Linked DNA regions of Dromaius novaehollandiae: region 2 is linked to region 1. Evidence: chromatin contacts called from public Hi-C data. All regions are on one chromosome and are shown on one strand. Each heading gives the region's core, a stretch centred on a gene start, on an enhancer-like site or on the middle of the called end of the contact. The rest is flanking DNA. Distances are from core to core; before and after follow the strand shown. Region 1 holds the start of LOC112980095 (calpain-2 catalytic subunit). Region 2 holds the start of DISP1 (dispatched RND transporter family member 1).

What was found. Hi-C and Micro-C count contacts between places; a contact is called where the count stands out from the background.
Region 2: a contact with region 1 is called in a Hi-C map of liver, with 4 times the contacts expected there. The contact joins the promoter of DISP1 here to the promoter of LOC112980095 in region 1. A contact is called at or near these places in 3 of 4 Hi-C or Micro-C datasets (brain, liver and ovary).

Annotation. Positions count from the first base shown.
Region 1 is chr3:119,679,823-119,687,341 of bDroNov1.hap1, forward strand. LOC112980095 (calpain-2 catalytic subunit) reads right to left here and starts at 3,795. Exons shown (of 21, transcript XM_064509963.1): 1 at 3,497-3,795; 2 at 3,211-3,280. The coding sequence starts at 3,733. It overlaps LOC135327957 (a long non-coding RNA gene), which reads right to left and starts at 6,192. Exons shown (of 3, transcript XR_010388637.1): 1 at 5,937-6,192; 2 at 5,603-5,781; 3 at 4,174-4,278. It overlaps LOC112980111 (calpain-8), which reads left to right and starts at 6,377. Exons shown (of 21, transcript XM_064509964.1): 1 at 6,377-6,761. The coding sequence starts at 6,525.
Region 2 is chr3:119,970,897-119,978,415 of bDroNov1.hap1, forward strand. It overlaps DISP1 (dispatched RND transporter family member 1), which reads right to left and starts at 4,367. Exons shown (of 8, transcript XM_064509976.1): 1 at 4,212-4,367.

The DNA.
Region 1 (7,519 bases), core at 2,545-5,044:
TGACTGAATGTATTTATAGTAATAACACGGAACTCCAGGAAGTTATCTGGTTAGAAACAAGAGGCTGTGGCAACCCACCTATAGCTCAGCAGTTCCCAGCATGGGAAAAGCATGCATCTAATTTTCTAAATTTCTCCTACTCAACTTACTGTTTTTCTACACATTTTCGTTTAAGGAGGAGACATCTATATCTGAACAACAGATGAGAGATACTGTACTGTGTATGCCCCAGTGTTGTGATACCATGGTGACGTCCCCTCCAAAGAATGCGGTTAAGGGTGAATAAGCTGCCTTCATGCAGTGACATCGGTTCCTCTCCTCTGCTATAGTGAGTCACTACATCCTATTTGTTGCCACTCTTAGCCAAATACCATAACTAACTTCAGATCTGATACTCCAAAACTAACTCCAAGCATTAGTTTTTAAAAGCCTCTTCTAAAAAGCAAACAAAAACAAAATAATAGACCCAAAACCCAAAGGGAAGAACTTTGGTGTTTGGAGAGTCTAATGAACTGCTGCCTTGGTGAGGGGACAAGCTATTCCATGCCGATAATCAAATAGGTCTCTCATGCATCACTGTTATCATCCAGTACAAAAGTCAAAAACAACCACTGGGCTACATGAAACAAATTTACAGGCTGCATCTGGCCCAAAAGCCAAAGATCTGAGGCTAAAAAAAAGATTTGTACCACTGCTCATTGATGGGTAAAGCTGTTCAATGATACGTGCCATGCTGATACCTTTGTCCACTCCAGCAATAGGAGTATGTGCTTCTGGATGCCTATCCCTATGGCTGTTTTGACTGGCTTAGGAACAGCCATTAAACTCCATGGGCACACTGGCTTGTCACCTTGTGATCAAAGCTGTAAGCAGGCTATAAAAGCTTTCTATGGAAAAAAGTAACATAATAAAGAGTGCAGGCTTCCAAGAGCACCTGACATCTTCCAGTGCAACCCTCTCTGGAACATCCAAAAATGTTACAGGATGTCAGCTTCTGCACACAAAATTCAAGTAAAAAAAGCTTAAACAAATGTCTCAATTCTAATGCTGGTGTCAAACTAGGCAGCAGCAAAGAAATGCATCTGTACAGCACAGCTGTTAGCCTCACTTGGTGAAAAAAGACAGATTTGATACAGGCACTTAGTGTCTCAATGTCTATACACTAGACAGAAGATCAACAGCATCTAATTTTAATCAACAAACTGACACAGAATACCAAAACCCTGCCCAGATTCATAGAAAGATAGTGCGGCCAGTCATAGTCATAGCTGGTTGTGTCTGAAACAGCGAAACAAAGGAGAACACTAACAACTTCCTATTCAAACATTGTTTCAGGAGGTAAAAAGAAAACTAGCGGTGAGTCGACTCATATCCTTTAGTGGCAACATATAACCTCAGGAGAGCATCCACACCCTGGTCCAAATGCCTGTCAGGGAACAAATGCTTTCATCAGTTCAAACCAAAGTTTGGCATCAGCAACAGCAACTCCCCAACTTGAAAGTTAAGCTGCAAATCTTTAATCGCAGTACTGCTGCTGCCAGAATGTGTGGATAGAAAAGCTGGAAGCCTAGTGAAGGCAGAAGGCAACTAACTGCCTTCAGAAACAAGCATCTCTGCAAAGCGCTAGCTGTTAGAAGGACTGAAATTACAACAGACTGTAATTTCAAGTTGAACAACTCCCTAGCTGCAAAGTTTCACAATAAAAACAAGAGGAAAGATATCCAGCACAAGTATCAAGCACTGGAACACGTATTATGCCAAAGCATTTGTCATTGGAGACAAGATATTGGGCAGAGAGAGAACGCGTGAAGGAAGCTGACCAACTGAAAGCTCCTAGCTCTTTCTTCTGAAAGGGTAATGCAAGCAACACGCCAAGGACTTCACAACATACACAATGCAGCCTACTCCACGGCACAGATAATACTGGGGCACAGGGAGAATTAAATTCACAATCTAAGGTATTTTGATTTTCAGGGCTTTTTTACACCAGTTGTGTCTTACTGTTAAAGTACCAACCAGGATAACTTCTGAAAGAACTGTTGTAAGTACAAAACATCTGAAATGAGCTTTCCTACCTGCTATATTTTTGTACAATAAAATGCAAATAGCAGCAGCAGAACTAGAAATTAATAAGCAGCAATATCACTACTATTATGCTGACAGAAAGCAAACAGATCCATGGACTTCACTCTTGCCAATTCCACTGAGAAAGCATAACAGTGGAAAGAAACGGCATATTAGTCATGCTTCCCTACACAGACGGCGAAATTTTCCTCAGCTGCACTGTCAGTCCTAAAACCCTGAAAACTTTCTCTGTGGATAGTCACGTAATAACTACCAGACTCGCTGTTTCCTCCTTAGCTTCTTTCCTCTCACATGTCCATACTTCTTGTCTTTGTCAGCCTCTATGCTGGCGTGTGGGAAGAGAGGCACAGAGGTACTCAAACTCCTGGTAGGCAAGGCAGGAGAAATCCTTAGAGATTGAAACAGCAGTGCATGCAGAACCAGGTTAGTGAGTCCCTTCTCGCTCCCACTCTGGGAGTGGCCATCCCTTGGGCTCCCAGGGCTCCACCGGAGCGACCGGCTCTGGGAGCTGCCCTTGCACAAACTCAGTGGAAGGCACATCAAAAGCAAAGGGCTCACATGCAGGTACGTGAATGCATGCCCCCCCCCCCCCCCCCAAAAAAAAAAAACCCACCAGCTTAATTTTGCTTGAGAGCTGATCAGCACTATGGCATCTCTTTTTGTAACTTGTTTTCTCTGTACTGCATCATTACAGGTTGCAGGGGATCCTGCCTGCTTCACAGAACTCTGTTCCGCAGGGCAAAAAACAAAATTAAAAAAAGAAATGCCATGAAATACACATAATTGTTCTCCTAGGCAGACTATTAATGGCAGGAATTAGTGACACTGCTTTGCGTGCTGCTGTCAGGCAGGTGGATGCTGAGGTGAGGCATGCGCGACAGGAGCCGGCACCGATCAGAAGATGGGCACGTGCCGCCAGCACTCACTGCGGCCTTGCTGTACGCAGAGGAGGAGCGGACGTGGTCCCCGTCTGCAGCTCGGAGGGGAAGGCGAGCAAGGTCAAATCAGAGAGAGCAGACGAGATGTGAGAGGATGCAGTTAGAGTGGGTTACAGCAAAGCACACGCCAGGCGGCAGAGCAGCTGGGCACTCCGGTGCCCTGCCTGGCGCATCGCCTCCCGCTCACCTAGGGCTCCTTGGCAGATGTCAGTGCGGGTGGCTCCGCCAGCCACGAACCGGGGCTCGGCACACAGCTCCTGGGGACGAGACAAGCCACGCGTCGACGGACCTACGCCAGCCGGCTTCACGGCGACGGCGACGCCGCAGAGCCGCAGCGCCGGGGGCCGGCGACCAACGGCCGCTCCGCACGAGGCCCGCAGCCGTTAACGGCCGCTCCCTCAGGACGCCCCGCCCCGGCGCAGCCGTTGGGGGGGGGGACGGGGCGGTGGGGGGGGGGGGCACGCGTTCCCTACCGTGGGTCTGCGCCACACGACGCCGCGCGCCTTGCCGGAGCCCGGCCCCAGCTCCTTGAAGCCCAGGGCGGCGGCGACGGCGGGGAAGCAGGGGTCCTCGAAGAGCCGCCCGGCCTGCAGGCACTCCCGCCGCAGCGCCGCGAAGTCCTGGCCCAGGAAGGCGGCGGCGCGGCCGTGCGCCCCCGCGCCCCCCGCCGCCGCGCGCTGCTTCGCCACCGCCGCCGCCATCCCCGCCATGGCCGCCGCCCCCCGACGCCGCCGCCGCCGCCGCCCTCGCCCGGCTCGGACAGACCCCGCCCCTCTTCGCCGAGGCCCCGCCCCTCTGGCTGCCGGCCCCGCCCCTCTGGCTGCCGGCCCCGCCCCTCCTGCCGTGCCCCCGCCCCCTTGGCTGCCGGCCCCCGCCCCTCCTGTCGTGGCCCCGCCCCCTCCCCGCCACGGGGCGGGCGGGGGCCGCGCCCTGCTCCCCTCCCCGCCCCCGCCGCAGAGGTGCCACGAGTGCTGTCAGTGCTCAGCTACGCCCGCGCCGCTGCGTTCTGGCGTGTGGCCAGGCGCGATGTTAATGTCTGCACTGAGAATCCCCTACCCACCCCCGATAATAATAATAATAATAATAAAAGAAATAAAAATAAAACCTTCTTCCTAACTACCTCCCTCTAGTCCCCAGCTCCCCCCTCAGTTCCCACTCTTACCTACGGAAGAAAAAACAGGCATTTCCCGCACTGAATGGTGATGATGCTCTTTCAGCGCGGAGAATCTCTCCGGATCATCGTCCCGACTGGGAACTGCAAGCCAAAGCAAGCAAGCCGCTGGCGTGAGGGAAGGGGGTCTGGCCGCAAGCCCCCGAGCAGAGTTGGGCTGGGGACGCTCACGGGGACCACCACAGGCGCCAGAAGCACCCGGGTCCCCGCCCGAGCTGCTCCATCCCCTGCAGCAGAGGACAGCAAGGCAGTGGCTTGCTTATTGCATCGTGCTCCATTATCATTAGGCAGATTTCCAAATATATATATATATATATATATATATAAATAAAAGGGGGGGGGGAAATGAGATTGCAAAGAAATGCCTGCCTAATGTCCCAATATCTCCTAGAAAAAAGTCAAAGGAGGTGTGTGCGTGACGAAAAAACACTCTAATGTTGCCGTGGCTGGGCTGGGCCATGTTTTGCCATATAACAGCTTTGCTTTGCTTGGCCGCCTTCCCCACGTGCCATAGAGGCGGTGCAGGGACACCCTGGGGCCAGGAACAGCCTGGGGCCAGGGACTGAGGTCTTGTGGGCACCAGGTCACCCTGCTCCTCCTGAGGTGCCAAAAATGGTCTGGCTTTCGTAAAACAGAAGAACCGGCCCACCACCAATCTCAGACAGTTTTCCCCAGAGGGAATCCACCAGTTTGCAGCACACGGCAGTGAACCCCGTCCCCTTCCTGAAATTTGGGCGGAAAATTTCATCCTCTGCAAGAATAACCGTATGGACAGACGTCTAGGAGCAGTCATCGTTCCTGCTAGGCAGCTGCTCCACTTCCCCAGCAACAGCACGGCCAGGAGCCAGCACTGCGTTTTCCTGGTTTATCCCATTCTTCCCCATTTCTCTCCTCCCTTGCTATCTCCAGCAAAGGGAGAGGGGAGATGGAAAACAGGAAGAGCCAGACAAAAATATGCAAATCCCAGGAGCAATGGAAATCCGACCCATTTTTATAATTTTTCCGGTTGCTGTTTCCGTGTGTCCACGCAACTTCAGCAGCAGGTTTGATGAGGGCCAGGCAGCGGCTTGGAGAACCTCCACCCTTTCTGCCCCATATCATAACTGTCAGCTGTCGCTGTAGCCACCTACACAGTCACCACCTTTCCCTCGTCTCTATAGCCTCTAGATGGTGCTTGTGCATCATTTTCTAGACGTGGAGTGGCTCATGCTGCCTCCAGCAGCGCTGGGAGCAGGACCTGGAGGCAGGGACGCCGGGTGGCCACCAGGTCCAGCTCTCCGTCAGGGACCACGGTGGTCCTCGGCCATTCCCCCCACGCAAGACACAGGACGGGCAACACGCTGTGGCACGTTTTACTGAAATTTATGAAAAGTGCCATTGGATTGCGTTTCCCCCGCGTCGCACTTACCGCGCTCTGGACGCGCAAGGCCCGGTGCTTCCAAAGCGGTGCCAAACAGTCGGTGGGAAACACCACCTTTTTGCTCAAAACGGCGCTCTCCAATGCCGAAGCACCTCGCTTTTCCACGAATAACGCCGGCAAAGCCTGCCGCTCGCACAGATCGCAGCAAAAGAGCAGCTCGTCTCTGGCTAGGGAACAGGGGAAAACTCAGGGTGAGAAGCTGGTGCCAGCAGGGAAAGGAACAAGGGCTCTGCCTCGGCGTCGGAGAAGGTGGGTGCTGCTGAATGGGTCCGTTTTGCAGGGAAAAAATCCCTTCTGGAAAGAAAACCACTGCTCCACCAACCTTTTATAATCCAACTCTTCATTCTGGTTCAGGACACAAACACGTGCAGAAGGACCGAAATGCAACAGAGAAACAAAATCCTGGGCATTGCTCTCCTTTGCTCGATTTTCAGCAGTGAAATTTCTCTACTAAGTGAATTTTCAGATCATGTGTCTAACACTTCCCTGGCCCAGCCTCCCCCCCCGGAGCAGACCGAGCCGTCCTGTTTCCTCCTTTGTATTTACACTCCTCAAATATTTGCGGCCAAGCGAGCTGGCCAGCCACTGCTTGGGCTCCTTATCTCCAGGAGTTTCTTTCCTCAAGATCTCTCCCCCCCATCCCACACCTTCCCCCTCAGCTGCCCGAGGAAGGGGCAGCCATCACGCGCTCTCCGCGAGCACCGCCATGGCCTCCCCAGCCCTCAGCCGGGCACGGGGCGAGCTCCGCCGGGGAAGCCCCACCGCCAAGGCCGGAGGCAGCAGCAGGATGAGCAGTCTCTGAGCTTGTAAGCAAACACGTGCTTGCGTGCCGGGCCGCCCTCGCTCCACCCCGGCCGGCATATATCCGCATATATCCGCCCCGTGCCGGGCGCGGCCGGAGCGGCCAGGCATGGCGGGTGCCGCGGCGCGGCTGTGCCAGGAGCGGGCGGCGGCGGGCGGGCTGGGCTCCCGCGGCAACGCCACCCGCTACCTCAGCCAGGACTACGAGGCCCTGAAGCAGCGGTGCCTGCAGGCCGGCGCGCTCTTCAAGGACGACGAGTTCCCGGCCTGCCCCTCCGCGCTGGGCTACGCCGACCTGGGGCCCTACTCCTCCAAAACCCAGGGGATCACCTGGAAGCGCCCCGCGGTAAGCGTGCGTTGTCGCCGCGTGTCTCGCTAGAGCCAGGTCTAGTCACAGCCACCATCCTAAACCAGTGCCGATCCTGCATATCTGCTATTCCTTTGTGTTTCTTCTTCTTTCTCTACCTCCCTGGTTGCTAGCTGCAGCAAGGTTCAACCTTTCCGAAATCCCTCCTAAAGCAAGGACGCCTGTTGCTTCACGAGATCTGCTTCCTTCCTTCCTTCCTTCCAAAGCTTCCCGACCCAGCTGGAAAGCCATGCTAAAACACGGAGATGCGCGCAAAAATCCCTGAGGGTTTCCAGGCAGGGCTCCCCCAGGCACCACAGCCCCCGTGCCACGTCCCTCCCGACCTGCCTCTGCCTCTGTGCAAAACCTGCTGCATCACTTCAAGCTGCCTATAGCATTAAAGAACAACCGCCTGGAATGGTCGTTACCCAAATGCATATCTCCTATAAATAGCCACCCATTTAAAATAGCGATTTTCATCGGAAAGGATTAGATGCTGAGTGTTTCTTTTTTTTTTTTTTTTTAAACACAAGGTAAGGGCCTCACTATTTTTCTGGGCTTTCATTTTCCCGTCGCTTGTTTTTGTCCGTATTTCATTTCTCCTTGTTTTGTCCCTCCCTGCAATATCAAGAAGAAAAAAAATGAAAAAAGGGGGAGGGAGGAAGAAAAAGAAACCCACAACAACTTCCCGTCCTCAGATCAGGGCAGGGGAAGGAGAAAGAGAGAAAGAGAGAAAATTTGAAGGGTCTGCCCGGGAC
Region 2 (7,519 bases), core at 3,117-5,616, 290 kb after region 1:
ATACTGCCTGCTAAAGAATCTCCCACACAGCAAGTTAAACTGCACAGATATAAATAAGCACAGATAGCAGAAAAATACACTTCCACCTTTCAGATTCCTTGGTTAGGAAGCCATGAGCTGCCTGTGAAGCAATCTTCTCTGCTCTTCCATTTTTCACCAAGCTAGCTGGATTGTACTCCTAGATGACCAGAATGTTTCTCAATTGCTTTTGACTTGATGGATGTGATGTTCCAAAATTACACAGAGACAGACTAAATGCACACCTTTCTGATTACTACGAACCTCTAAACCAAAATTCTGATGTAAATTTTGTGTGGCTGGTCTATTACCACCAAAAGATGCATGCAAGAAGAGACTTAGTTTATTAAGCTTCATGAAAAGAGATCCCCCCAAAAGGCAAGTTACTGTAACAGAGGTCTCATTTTGACAGTAAAGCTATGAACTATTTCATCTGCAACAGAATATTGATCTGTCAATAGTTATGTTTATGTAAAAACTTCAGAGTGTCATACAAGCAATGGTGAAAAGTTTTAGCTATCTTTACATTACAGTCTCACTGAATGTATAATTTAGAGACTATAATCTATTATTATGCTACAATGTGAAAGCAATGTGCTTATTTAGGTCCTTCCCAAAACCAGCATTTTCACATCCTCCCATAGAGCTTAATTTTTGTTGCACTTCACACCAAAGCACAGCTGACTTCATAAAAACTGCTCACAGGAAGTCACACTAAACTCAGAAATACCATATGGTCACTGAACAAGAAAATAACCATGGTTACAAAACCAAATTAATTCCATTGACCACTTTGAAGAGAGATAGTTGTAGACTCACTAATTATCTGAGGTGCTTATTATGTATTTCAAAGTTTGAAAGTAATTCTATACTTCTATCAAAGCTAATAAATCAATCACCTCTGTTAAAGGCTTAAAGGAAAAGTAAAGCTTACTGCTCAAATCTATAGTGAACATATGAGAAACATTACTATGAAAGCCATTCAAAAAGTCTCCTCATGGGAAAGGGTAAGATTATGAGAACTAAGTGTTTTCACATGTTCTTTCTACCTTTGTTCTTTTATAGTCTTATTTTTCACCTCTTCTATGGCAAGACTTTTTTTTTTTGGGGGGGGGGGGGAAGGTTACTAATCTGAATTCCATCTCTTACTTCTCAGGGCCCTTTGGGACCGCTCTCCCCCATCAATGTCTTTTGTTCCTGCTACACTGATTCTCTGATCAGTCAAAACCAGCTTCGCATGGCATTCCCCAACAGAGTCAAATTAGCGACAGTAGCAAATTTGGAAAGAACCAGTGAGTAGAAAGTTATTTGAAAGGACAAGAACACTTCTTTCTCAATGTTTTAAGCCTGTCCACTGAGAAACAGCAAACAAGCTTCATCCTGAACTCACGTCTCATGTATTAATAAGACAGAGAAGGCCAAACTGAAGCAAAGCTGCTGCTATATCCACACACTAAAACCCAACCACTGTTGCTGCTCCTCCAGGTACTATGGAGGTAAACAGCCACCAGCGCAGCCTGATTTAATCACATCACGTATCACATCCACAAACAACCTCAACTCTGCTCCGATGAGTTCAAAAGCAGATCAACAAAAATCAACACAAACTCAGTGCCTGCAGATCTAAATGAAAAACCCAATGTCTGCATTTTAGTCTCTACACAGAGACAATACTACCCAAACAGGCAAAAAACTCCTTTGTAATGCTATAGAGACTCAAATCCTACTGCAGCCTTTAATATTTTACATCACTGTAGTACTAGGTGCTAGTTTCAACATCCATCTGCTTTTAACTGATGTACACATTTAATCTTTAATCTCAAAATAACTGTGTCCTCAAACTAGGCTGTTATATTATTATATGATATTACTTACTTTGCTGTAATGAAGCAAACAAATGTTCTGGCAGAATTTGATTTTCCTTTTTATTTAATGACTTCCAAGGTACCTAATGCCGAAACTATGTATATTCCAGGTAGTAAAGGGTGGGGGTTTTGTTATAAAGTTTGCAGTTTAAAGATAGTTACTACAAAAGCTGCAAGAGTTGTTTGGGGGTTTTTTTGTTGTTGTTGTTTAGGCTTAATTTGTATCTCAGCAACTAGCACAAGAGCATCCCAATGCTAAGTGCTGTTCCTAGAAGCTACTGAAGAACTGAGAGAAGTACAAGTTACATTTATTTTACATTTTCCTTTTTGTGGTTATGAATGTAACTTATTTGTTATGTTCAACAACTCAGTGATTACAAACTTAGGTATCTGCAGCAAAAGCCTATAAATATTGTAAGTCTTTATATATGTTTCCCCACTCCAAGCATTTTTGCTCTACTTGGCTGTTCCACACTTGACCTTTTCCATCTCCATCACTACAGGATGTTAGGATGTTTGCTTCAGGCTCACATGGCCCCTGCTCTAACATCTCTTGTCCCTTTGTCCAGTTAAAGAAGCCCATCTCAAGGGGAACCAACCCCACCCTCCTCCAAAACAAAAAGATTCTGAGACTAATAAGCTATCAGCAAGTGATCCTACCCTGCTCAGATATTATTCTGCTTTGTCATCCACCTTGCCTTAAGCCTATGCTGAATAGATGCTTTTTGGGACAGAAACTAGTCTAACACTATCATTACCTCATAGACTGGCACAGGGAAGCTCTGACTTAAGGTAGGTTTCTAGGTGATATATATATGTTTACATACAGTATACTACAACGCCTCACACCAATTAATAACGTACTAACTTTTTTCTGCAGGGGACTTTCACATTAACTAAAGAGACCTATCCATCCCAACTGTTTTCTTGCACCTATTTTCCCTGCAATTCTACCTGTCAACACTTAAATCTGAGCACATATATTTATAAGCCCATTGACAATTCAGATGCCTTATACTAAGTGTTCATTACCATTTTACAGGTTTGTACTGGGGGCTTTTTTGGTCTGCTTGTCAAAGCCAGAAGTTAACACTAACTGTTATTTTATGAGCTAGTTAGGAACTCTGATCAGACAACTTCAGTTGCTTTAAAATACACACAACCTACAGACAGGTACACAAAGTAACTATAGCTCTTCATCCCTCTCCTCAAAAGGATATCAGCCCTTATTTCACTATGTTCAGTTCAAACAAGCAACCATTTTGCAAAGCTTTGTTTTTCCATCCTGTCCATAGGCTGAGAACCGATGGAAGGTCCTCCACCTTTCTCGCAGAAGTGCTCTCAAGCAACTCAAATTCCAATACCCTCTCCTCCTCTGCTAGGAGGAAGATGGGATGAGAAATTGGCAGGTGAGTTGTCCTTTACACAGAGGGTAAAGGATTTTGCGAGCAGGGTACAACAATGAGTAGGTGCAATGGTTGCAGGTGCCACCACTGGTAACAGTCCCTGGCTCCAGTGCAAGTTACAAGTTGCCATAAAGGGGCTTGGACAGCACTCAATGCACATCTCCCTGGACAAACCCCTGCCTTAACAGTTTCTCTATTACACCGACAGTATTTGCCACCACTGTCGGAAGCAATACTTAAACAGCTCACGCTTTTTGCACGGACAGAAGTCAGGGGTTACTACATCCTAATTTCCCAAGACAAAGGGGGCCACAGCAGTGCCCTTCAGAAACTACTGCCTGCAGCCCCGCAGCTCGCACGCACTCTTTGCTCCTGAAAACAAGCTACGGCACCATGAGCGGCGTCGGAACAAAGACAACCAAAACCGTGAGATACGACCGGCCTCCCGGTGCCCTTCAGGTTCACGGCGAACACCACAAACTGGATGCCTGAACACCTTTTAACGAGGCCCCAACTCCCCCCGAAATCCACGCCAGAATTCAGAAGTCGATGCAAAAACCCACTTTTCCGCAAGTTTTTACAACGAGGCCCAGCAGCAGAGAGGGCACCGCTGGCTGCCCGCCGCCTCGCACACGGCAACGGCCCCCGCCGCCCCAGCGCGACCCCCGCGCCCCGCGCACCGGTAACGCACCCGCCGCCCGCACCCAGACCTGCGCCCCGGGCGGGCCGGCAGCGCGGCTGCCGCGGAGAACAGACGGCGCCGGCTGGCAGAGCGCGGCCCGGCCCCAGCCGCGCCGCCCGGCCAGCCCCGGCGCGACCGTTACCGGCGGCGCGGCCGTTGCCGGCGGCCGCGCACCTCAGTGCCGCCGCGCGCCCAGCCGCCGCGGGCCCCCCCGCACCGCCCGGCGGCGCCGCCACGTACCTGGCCGCGGCGCGGCGGCGGCTCCCGCGGGCTCCGTTGTTGCGGCGCGGGCGGCAGGAAGCGAGCGGCCCCCGCGGCGTCTCCACCGTGGCGCAGTTACCATGGGACGGACGCCCTCACCCTCCGGAAGTCGCCGCCGCCGGGGGCGGGAAAAGGGGCGGGGACAGGGGCCATCTTGAGCGCGGCGCTAGGGCTGGTGGCTGCCTCCCGCCATCTTGAGCGTGGCTCGCTCTCGAGGCAGCCCAGGTCCGGTCCGGTCCGGTCCGGTCCGGTCCGGTCCGGTTCTGAGCCGCTTCTTGAGACCAAGCCCTGGGGGGCGGTAGAGGTGGTGTGAGGAAGGTGTGGGAGGAGTGTTGAGGGCACCCACAGGTGCTCCGGGCACCCGCAGGCCCTGGACACAGGAGGTGAAGGCCCTGCAATGTCCATCCTCCTTCACCTGCTTCCCTGTCGGCCATTTCTTGTGCCCTGTGGGGTTTGGTCGGTGTGGGGTACCCCTCGATTGATTTCCAGCTCGTGTTCTCTGTAGCTTTCTCTTTTACTGTGAAGTCAATAAATAAATCTAATTTCAGCACTTGCTGGGCGACTTGGTGGAGCGCTAGGAGCGAGGAGAAGCCCGGGGTGGGCGTGGGCTTTCACAGCCTCCGGTAGGGCTGGTCCTGAGGGGGGTCTTGTTAGCAGGGCTGTGCCCAGCCCTGCTGGAAACAAGCTGCTGCAGGGCTTTAACCCACAGGTAGTGGAAGTAAAATTGCCATTTTTCACTTTTTTTCTGCCATCTAAAATAGCAGTAGGTGGGTAAGAGAATAAGCCAGGAGTAGCAATCACTGTAATTTTCTGTGTTAAACATCCAGCTGTGGTTACTTGCAATACAAACCAAATCTTGCAAAACGAAAGGAAAGCAAGTAGTATCAGGCACATAACTGACACTTTCAGTCATTTCAGATTAGTAGCAATTGCAATAAAACATATGCCACAATTCAGCGAGATCATCACCTAATATCTACAAGAGCAGAGGTCTGGAATGGGATTCTGCGATGAGAGGCTGAAGCAAGGGTTTCCCTAAGTGGCTAATATAAATGTGAAAATATGATCAGTGTGTGTTTTGAGATGCTAGAAAGAGAAAAGGTGCAATTATCTAACCCACAGAAAACATGTGAATGGATGTTTTCTAGCGCTCTCCCAAGAGCAAGCATTTCAGTGGCAGTTTGATATTCACACTTCTGAGCAGATATAAGCAGAGATCTCACCAGAAGAAAAGTCGTATCTGGGGTTAAAATGGTTCTTTTCAGCATAAGATTGTCTGAAAATAATCGTAATAGTAATAGTGTAGTAAGGAAAAGAAAATGAGCATAATTTTACCAGCTGAAAATCTGTAACGTAATAGAGAAATTCTAACTAAAGGAATTAGGCTCTTGTCCCAGCTATCCCAGCGATCATGCTGTAACTTTAGGTAGTCTCAGAGGACTTTTCACGCCACGGTGAGAGAGGCGATACGGCAGAAATGTCAAGAACAGCATGAAGAAAAAGAGCCACAATTAGCCTAGGTCCATCTCATATCTGACTCCCGCAGCCAAACCCAGCGGTGGCCCAACACGGGCCACAGCGAGTCCAGGACGGTTTCTTTCCAGATGTGACACATGCTCCAAGGGCCCTTTCTCTGGCCTGCACAATGTGGGCTGCAGTGTCATGGTGTATATATGGCATTGTACTTGATCTTTTTTTTTTTTTAATTAAATGTTGTATATAAAATCACATATAGAAAAGAATATTGTCTAGATGGGTAAGTCAAGTGCCAAAATGCTAGGATAGGCTTGCTACAGCCATAGCTGTGCTGTCTTGTGCGTGTGCTTTATGCTACCGTTTTTAATTACATGGACACATACCATTTTGTCCCAAAGGATCTCTGCCTCAGGTAATGCACAGAATAGGCTGAAATACAGTTGCATTGTTACTCATAGACCTGGAATTTCCTAACTCCTGAGGGCTTGCTTTTACATTTTAAATAAAACTATGTATTCCTAATTTTTAAGACCAGAATAAAACATCAAATAATCTGCAGTCATCCCTTGCACATGACAGGCTGTTACGTTTTTACCTCATTAAGGATAATTGGCCCTTTAAGAGCAGGCTGAAGTATTGGAAACCTTCTGGGTTGTCTGTGCATCATGGTTTGCAGCCTGAGTCAGAGACACCGATTCCCACCCCAGCTCCTGCCTTGTCCCAGGGGCGACCGGCCTCGTCCTCCGCAGGCAGGTCCAGCGGCAGCCCCGGACAGGGCATGGGACACGTTTACCATCATATTCTGCCCTTTAATCTCAAATCATCCTCATTTCTTCTATAGGTTTGAGCGACTGCTGAGTCATGTAGTATAGTTTCTGTGATTCTGTGATGTTTTCCCTTTTTTTCACAAAATATATCTACAGAATATCAGTTTTGCTTCAGTGATCCTCCACCGAATTACATGAACCTCGAGAAATTTAAAACACCTCGCGATTTTAACTACATCGCTCCTGTCTTCCAGTGCCATCTAGTGTTCACATGTGGAAAAGACGTTGCGACTGATAGAATTGCTCCTCGTCAGATCAATTTGCTATAATTCAAACATTTTGGAAATTGATAGATTTCATTAATAAAACTTATCACTGTAAATTAATAAAATACGCCTATGTATAAAACTTGGAGATATATCTATCCATATTTTTATTTTATGGCATTGATTTCTGACACTGATCTCTCTTACATTATTTAAAATCAATCACACTCGCAAATCAAATGTAAATATCACTATTTACTTCTAGCTGCACCGTTCAGGGTGGCTAAATAGACTACTTCAAAAAGTAGCAGTTGCAAAAAAAAAAAAAAAAAAAAAAAAAAAAGAAATGTACTGAAATAACCTATCATCCAACTTCATTTTCAGCGCTCCCAAAAGGAAATGGCCACAAAGGTCAAAGCCCACTCAAAATTTACTGCAAAGCTAGGAGTGACAGATCTTTCAGCTCCTCTAAGGAAAAGGAATTGGGTGGCTTTTGGTACACAGAGGAGACAAAAAATGAGGGATTATCCAGAGGCTGTCTGTCTTCAGCTTCTTATCTTTTCTCCCTTGATGTCTTTCTTTACAGTGACTTCTGGTTCTCATCCTCATCCATGATCAGCAGCTAAATAGTTCATGACCATTGAAAATATCTTTGTCTGGCTTTACTATTAAATACATAAAGTTACCTAAGATAAGAACATGAGGGACTTATTACAGGTTATAAATTAAGATACAAATTCTGTATGTAACAAATAAAAGGACTATGAAGACAGAATTT